Regions from separate parts of the Rattus norvegicus genome. Here region 2 is linked to region 1. A link is a contact called in public Hi-C data. All regions are on one chromosome and are shown on one strand. Each heading gives the region's core, a stretch centred on a gene start, on an enhancer-like site or on the middle of the called end of the contact. The rest is flanking DNA. Distances are from core to core; before and after follow the strand shown.

Region 1 (3,588 bases), core at 734-3,233:
TGGTGATGAACAGCAGCATGGAAGTGTGAGTTGAATAAACCCTTTCCTCCCCTTGATCATGATGTTTGTGCAGGGATAGGAACCCTGACTGAGACACTGGCCATGGAAGCTGTAATTGATCAGATCTCTCCATCTCAAAGGAAAGCAGTGAGCCAAGTCCGAGAGATGCCTGTATTCCAGTGAGGGACTCATCTAGTTTCGTTAAGTGGAAACACCAGAAAAGTTGACTGTGCCTACACTCCAGTGTCTAGGAGGCCCACAGGGTGCCTAGGGCAGGGATCATAGACCAGTTACTTAACCATATGAAGCAGAGAGACAATAACAGACTCCTTCTCCCTGTCCCCAGGACTCAGATAGCACAGCATGAACTGTGATGCAAGCCTGGACCATGCTGAGGACAATGCTGGCTTGTGTTTTCCAGTTTTCAACATTCAAGGTCGATGCCACTCTAAGTACACGAAGCTTTGAAGTTCTGCACTAACAGCTGGAGACAGATCCACAGAGAAACTGTTGGTCAGTGGAACCTGGGGCTGCCTGCCTCTGAGGGGAAGGGCAAAGGGAGGTGAATATCAGTAAAAACAAGGTCATGCCTTCAAGTATCTTAGCAGGCTTGGGCCATGGCACACAGAAATGTCCCCAAACCCCCTACTTTCCTTGCTTTCCCTTTTCAGGAAATGTGCACGCTGAAGTTCACCTTCACAAAATGTTGAGAGACTCCCTGGTTAATGAGGCCACTGCCATGGGCCAAATCCTGGGTCAGTCAAAGAGCTTAGCATGGGATCCTGGGTCTGTGCATCAGACCCAGCCCCAGGAACTGGCATAGTAAGCTCGGTAGTGACCTGAGTCATAAATAATCAGAGGGAACAGGAGGCTCATAACTACCTCTAAGGCTGGGAGGGCAGACACGCACGATGAAGCCAATCTTACATGTAAACGTGTTCTTACTGAGTACAGCAGAGCACATGCCCCAAAGTCAGTCCAATCACCTTTCCTTTTTGTCTGGTTGTAACCTCAGGTTGCAATGGTTCATCTTCTTCACTGGCAGAAAACACTAGAAGCACCACCATATCTAGAATCTCTTTTTATGTAAAAGAGAGAAAGCATGCATATATACAGATGTGAATGTTCGCACACGTGTGTGTGCACACACACACATACACACAGTTTCTTAATGACATGTCCTCCTGTGACCAACATGACACCTCACTCACAAATTACATAGACTGAGAAATGAAACAGAGTAGAATCATCCAATAAATCATGAGCACACTTTAAAATCTAACCACTCAACTAAATCTGGGCCTGACTAAAATCATATCTTTTTTGAACGCTGGAGTGGCTGATCTGCAAATGATGCGAGATCATTCAGAGCATAGTTATTCAACACTGATCTCTTTACTCTCTGAGTTACTGTACTTTAATTAGCACTTAGTAAAGATTGTGAGATGGTCCATGAAGCAGCTCTACGTAGGGGATTCCCTAAAGCTCAGAAGAGAAAGGCAAAAAGAAGCCAGTCTATTAACAGACGCTGAAAGCTGGGCAAGGTGGTGTACAACAGTAGTCTCAGCACTGGGAAGATGGAGAGAAGATTGTGAGTTTAAGGCCAGCAAACAAACCAAAAGCCTGAATGACTGAACAACTGACTGACTGACTGACTGACTGACTGACTGACTACTGACTGACTAAAAAAAGAATATTGTTAGAAGGGTCTATCGACTGCTCTGCACAGGACCAGAAACGGAGGCTGGGGAATGTGAGGAAGAAGGCAAATTTAAAAGAAGACCAGCCAGTCCTCACTCCCCAGGGTCGTCCCACCAGGGCTGGCCAGTATGCCTGACAGTCCACAGAAGTCCAAGTGCAACAAAGACCTCCTCTGCAGGGAGAAAACCAGACTATGTTTTTGTCTCTAGCCACTCCCCCAGCAGCCCGGGTCCTGCCAAAGGACGGCAGGTCAAGCCTGGGAGAGCTCCAGCTGGCCCAGTTCCCCTCATAACTGCACTTGGCTTCATTAACCCAGCCCTCCCTTCTAGCCAGTGGGGCAGGAAGCCTTCTCCAGGCCTGCTTTTCAGCCTGTTTTTTTCTCTCTCTCAGAAGTGGGGCAGATGGTTGCCACAGTAGAAGGAGAGCCTGCTGGGAAGGGAGAGAGTAAGCTGCCCAGGGTTGGGATGGTACCTCAGGGCTGTGCACTCAGGCGCCCCAGCACCCACTCTCCTGGCATTTCCTGGCACAGCCCTTCTGATAAGCTTAACCTTTGTCTGAGATCACTGGAATTCTGCCTCAGAAAAGAAAACACTGAACTGAGTGTGGAAAACAGGGGGAGATGGGATGATGCCAAAAACCTTGCTGGAAATCCTTAGCAGGGATTACCATCTCCAGGATATGTTGCCCAAGACAGGGTACTTTTGTGCAGGAGCTCAGAACATCTGAAAGTTTCAGAGGCATTCTCTAACTCGATGCTTCTCCCAAACTATCTGTAGTAGAGAGCCATTCAGTGATAATGTCCAGTCTTTCGTAGGATACTTTTGTCAAATACCAGAAAAGTTAACTAGGGAAAATAATACAGAAAAGGACAGCATGCAAATTCATTGGGCACACTCCCTGATACGGAACCACATGGAAGCGGTGTGCACATTTCCAAGTGTTCGCTCTGACGTCTGCCCTACACAGACCATTAACCAATGCTTTGCAAGCCACACTTAGGTCTAGTCTAGACTACTATATGGCTCAAGTACCCAGAGTACTTCGGAGCTCTATCTCATGCGTCACTCCAGACCTACTGAGTAAGAATTTTGCATTTGCAAAAAGCCCTCACGTGAGTTCTGAGTATGCCAACATTTGAAATATGGTGGAATTGACCAAGCTCATTGTTTAATGCACTCAAAAGTTTTTATTTCCACACTCAACCCTAGAGATGTCTTCGAGTAAAAACTGTTCTTCGTGTTAAAGCATCTTAGCTGAGGGGCTAAAGGAATGGCTCCGTCGGTAAAGAGTTCCCTTTTAAAAGAGAAGGCGCTAAGCTTGAACCCTACGACACAGGTAACATAAAGCCAGGCGTGGTGACAAAGGCTTATAATCCCAGTACTGGGGAAGTAGAGACAAGTAGCTCCCTGTGGGTTGCTGGCAGTCAGCCTGACCTACTTGGCAAGGGCCAGGTCAATGGAAGACTCTGGAGATGGGGAGCAGGACATAGAGGGAGAGATAAAAAAATGAATGAACAAGGTAGATGGTTTCAGAGGGACAACATTTGAAGTGGTCTTCTGGTTCCACACAACACATACACGTATGTGAATATATGCCTGCACATCCAAGAGTATATGTATATGCATGTGCACATGCATATACACATATACAAAAGCATGTTAACTATGTTGGAGTAGAAGGCAGGTGTAAAGAGTCTCCAAGCTGAACTATTTTATGGATATTTGGTAACTGATCAGAAACAAAGCAGAGAAAATGTGGAGGATGGAGATCTCCGCTGCGGTTGGATGATACTGTGGCTTAGAAGCTTCTAGACAAGGAATGCCATACAGGCTAGATCAACAGTGAGTCCAGCAGAGTAAGCATGAGAGATGGGAGATGTTTCAGAGC
Region 2 (3,564 bases), core at 113-2,612, 190 kb after region 1:
TAGGAAATGAAAGGAACTAGAAACAGCAAAATCGCTCCCTCATGCTACCAGGCTGGATAGGAGAGTCAGTCATTTAACTGAATCCCACCCTGAAAGTCCTGGGGAAGAGAAGTCTAGGTCCGGAAAGGAGAAGAACACGGGAAATCCCTGCTCCGACTGCGATGCACCTACGCGGGTGTCCAGGTGGGACGTGGGCAGGTGCGTGAGCGCAGTGTGTGCATGTGTGTGTGTATGTGTGTGTGCGCGCACGCGATTTGTGTTTTGCGTGTGTGTGTGTGTGTGTGTGTGTGTGTGTGTGTGTGTGTGTGTGTGTAGTGGGCTGCCTCGGAGCAGATGAGGACTCCGGGACCGGACTCGGCACCTCCGCCCGCTCTGCCCAGCTGGCCCTGCGCCCGGCCGGCGGCTCCTTACCTGGAAGCGCGGCGTTTCCCTCCTTCAGCCCCAGCGCCGCATTGACACTGCAGATGGTGCCTGTACCGCTGCCTCTCGCCCTCCTCTGAACGTGTGCGTGTGCGCGCGTGTGGCTGCCTCCTCCAGCCCCAGCCCCGAACGCAAATACTCCACCAAGGCACGGGGAAGCCACGAGCAGCAGAGAAAAACGGAGGGGGCCAAATCAGAGCCTGCCGGGCTTGACAGCTCCTCTTGCAGCGTCCAAGGTGGGCGTAATGTCCAACAAAAAGGTCAGAAAATGTAGATCAATTCCAAGCACCCCTATCCTCCATCCAGCCCCGGAGCCCAAGCAACGACAGCGGTGGCTCTCAGGGGCTGCGGCGGCGACGCGGGGCTGCCCCCCTTCGTCCCCACCCCCGCGGGCTGAATGTCCTTGATGCCAAGCGGGCACGGCGGCGTCACTCCGCGCCGCCCATGCTAGCCGGGTCGGGCCGCTGCCCGGGCGCGGCGGCGAGTACGTTGGGGACCCGCCGGGGAGCGCTCTGCGAGCCTCTGCGCGTCTCCCTGGGCAGTGACGGCCACCCCCTGGCAGCCCAGGGCTGACTGCGCCGCTGTTGCTCCCACCCCTGGCCGGGGACTAGCCGGGCAGTGCCCAGGGGCCGGGGCTGGGGGGCCTCGGAAGCCGCCAGCAGCTCCCTGGGGAGGCGCGGAGCTGCGGTGGTAGCAGCGACGGCGGCGGCTAGCGCTGCGGCGGCCAAGAGTGCGGCCGTGGTCCAAGCCGAGCCTCCCAGGCGCGTCCCCGGCCCCCCGGGCGGACTGCTAGCAAAGTTTGCAGGGGGCAGGGAGCGGGGCCGCCTCTGGCTCGGCCGCCGCCGGAGCTCCCGGGCTGCCTGCTGCCGCCGCGGCTCGCTGCTGCTGTGCATTGAAGCCCGGCCAAGCGCTGCAAAACTCCAGCTGCCTGGCGCTCTCTGGGTCCTCCTCTCCTCCCTCCCGCCCTCCCTGCTTCCCTTCCTCCCTCCCTCTCCTCGCCTCCTCCCCTCCCCGCCGCCCGCGGCCCGCCGCCGCCGCCGCCGCTGCCGCCGCCGCCGCCGCCGCTCCCTCTCTGGCTCGCTAGCTGGCTCGGAGCTCGCGGCTGACATCTAGACCCAGGTAGAGCGGCCGGCAGAGGGGGCAGGGGGCGCTTCCCCGCACGCTGCCGCCACTGGCCTGCCCGGTTTCCCCAACGTGGACTTCTGCAGAAGGGGGTGCCCTGGGTCTTCATGACTTTCTCGAACCACCCTGGCGATGGAGACACAGGGCAGAGTGGTGCATATATGGTGGCACCAAGTGCACTTGGATTGGAGCATACTCCCAAACAGGCATGTGGGTGTAGGTGGTCAGAGGCACTTCTGTGTGTTCCTAACAGACACCAACCAAACATATATCCACTCTCAACCTAGAATCCTCGTCCAACCCCACCAACCAAGGTAATCCTACACAGAGCACTAGAGGATGCCCAAGTCCAAGGTTTCTTCTAGTCCTGGGACAGAAATAAATGGCCAATGCCACAGAGCTTGCTGGGTAACCTGATCTGTCCAGAGCTGACCTTGCTTCTCTAACTCTGAAGCCCTAGGTCCTGGGTCATGTCCCAAACACAACCCAGACATTGCTAACGTCAGAGTACTTTCAGAAGTCAGAAGGAAGAAATCCTGAAGTTGCTTAAGTTGAAACAGCATCTGGCAGGCAGACAGGATACAAGGTACAGGTGAGGACAGGAAGTAGGCAGAACTACTTAGAATATCTCTACAAAGACCTCCCCCCATTAATGGGCCAACCATCAAAACAAATAAATAAAAATAAAACAATTTTTCAAAGGATGCACACCTACTTGTCCACCCAACCTTGTATGCTAAGCTCAAGAAAATGGCACTGTCAGCCATGTCCAGGAAGACTAGCCATTCATCAAAGGAAGACCTTTCAAGACAATGGTTTGGGGTTTCTAACCCACTCTCCCATGCTACTTCTTCAACTTAACTTTCCTCAACCTCAGTAACTTCCTGTGAATAACTGTCCCTCCCAACCAAACCTCTCAGAACCTGCTTATTAGGAGCGTGTTAACTGCGGTATAAATTCCTATATATAGGGGTTATATTTTCACAGAAATCAAAGTTATAAACTGGGTAGATTCTGAAGGGAGCTATGAGATGACAAGGTAGACAAGCCCCGGGGCAGGTAGCACACGTGGGTCGGGTTCGACTTACCCACCCAGGACCTTGTTGAAAGTGCTCTCACCAGAAGGAGGCAATGAATCAAGTGTAAGCATGAAGAAGCCAGACATTTCTCTAGTTAAAGGGTGTTCCAGGAGACAGCATGGAGCCCTGGTGTAGGCTCTGGTTGTTCGCCGAGCATTGTGTGGCCCAGAAAACAGCAAGGGTTATCTCATTAGCTCCCTTTAATACATTGATCTGGCTCCACTCGTCTCTGAAACACTGGATCCCAGACCTGAGATAAAGCACACAATATCAAGTTAGAGAAACACATAACATTAATTCCATGTTGCTGCTGCTTTGACTTCCTTCCAGAACTAAGGGAGCCCTGGAGCCAAGTGTCTGTCTAACATGATGCCTCAGAGACACTCCACATGCAAAATCAAAGGAAGTGGTCCCCAAAGGTCTCCGCAAGACTTGCCTCACCTGGGCCTAAACTCTCTCATAAGAGTGTCCTCTGAAACCAGCACATGGCACCATCATAGCAGGCTCACCCTAGAAGCGAAAGCCTGGAAAGTCCTACAGAAAATCCCAACAGGCTACTTAAATACTACGCTTCACTAAAGCGTACAGGAGATCTGTTCGAACCCAATTGTCAGCTGTAGGGGACTTCTGTAAAAATGCTCAAAGGGAGAGGAAGGAAGTGAGAACTGACTCTAAACCCTTCTCAGCCAATCATCCCAGCAAGAGTTTGTAATAGCTCCTAGTTTTGTCTTCCCTGCCCCTTGTCTCGTGTGTGTGTGTGTGTGTGTGTGTGTGTGTGTGTGTCTCCTGATAGATGGACCGGAAGTCAAAGAATTTTTTCCCCAGGGGTAGCAAACAAAATATGTGTATTGTTCTTTATCTCCTGCGTAGCATGTGGTATCATTTGTTTTCATTCAGAGGGATGAGCATCATGTGGCACCTGAAGAGTAATGACAGAGGCCAG

What was found. A called contact is a pair of places that touch in the nucleus more often than the background predicts.
Region 2: a contact with region 1 is called in a Hi-C map of Schwann cells, with 4 times the contacts expected there. The contact joins the promoter of Plxna4 here to the enhancer-like site in region 1. A contact is called at or near these places in 2 of 12 Hi-C or Micro-C datasets (Schwann cells and frontal cortex).

The regions. Positions count from the first base shown.
Region 1 is chr4:61,939,843-61,943,430 of GRCr8, forward strand. All of the region lies in intron 3 of Plxna4 (plexin A4), which reads right to left. Among named protein-coding and RNA genes, the nearest start is that of Plxna4, 190 kb to the right of the region's middle. Within about 2 kb of position 1,984, at least 41 of the 93 cell types and tissues checked have an H3K27ac peak or open chromatin away from gene starts, as enhancers often do. A contact at or near this core is called in Schwann cells, where this site is marked.
Region 2 is chr4:62,128,083-62,131,646 of GRCr8, forward strand. Plxna4 (plexin A4) reads right to left here and starts at 1,363. Exons shown (of 32, transcript NM_001107852.3): 1 at 412-1,363.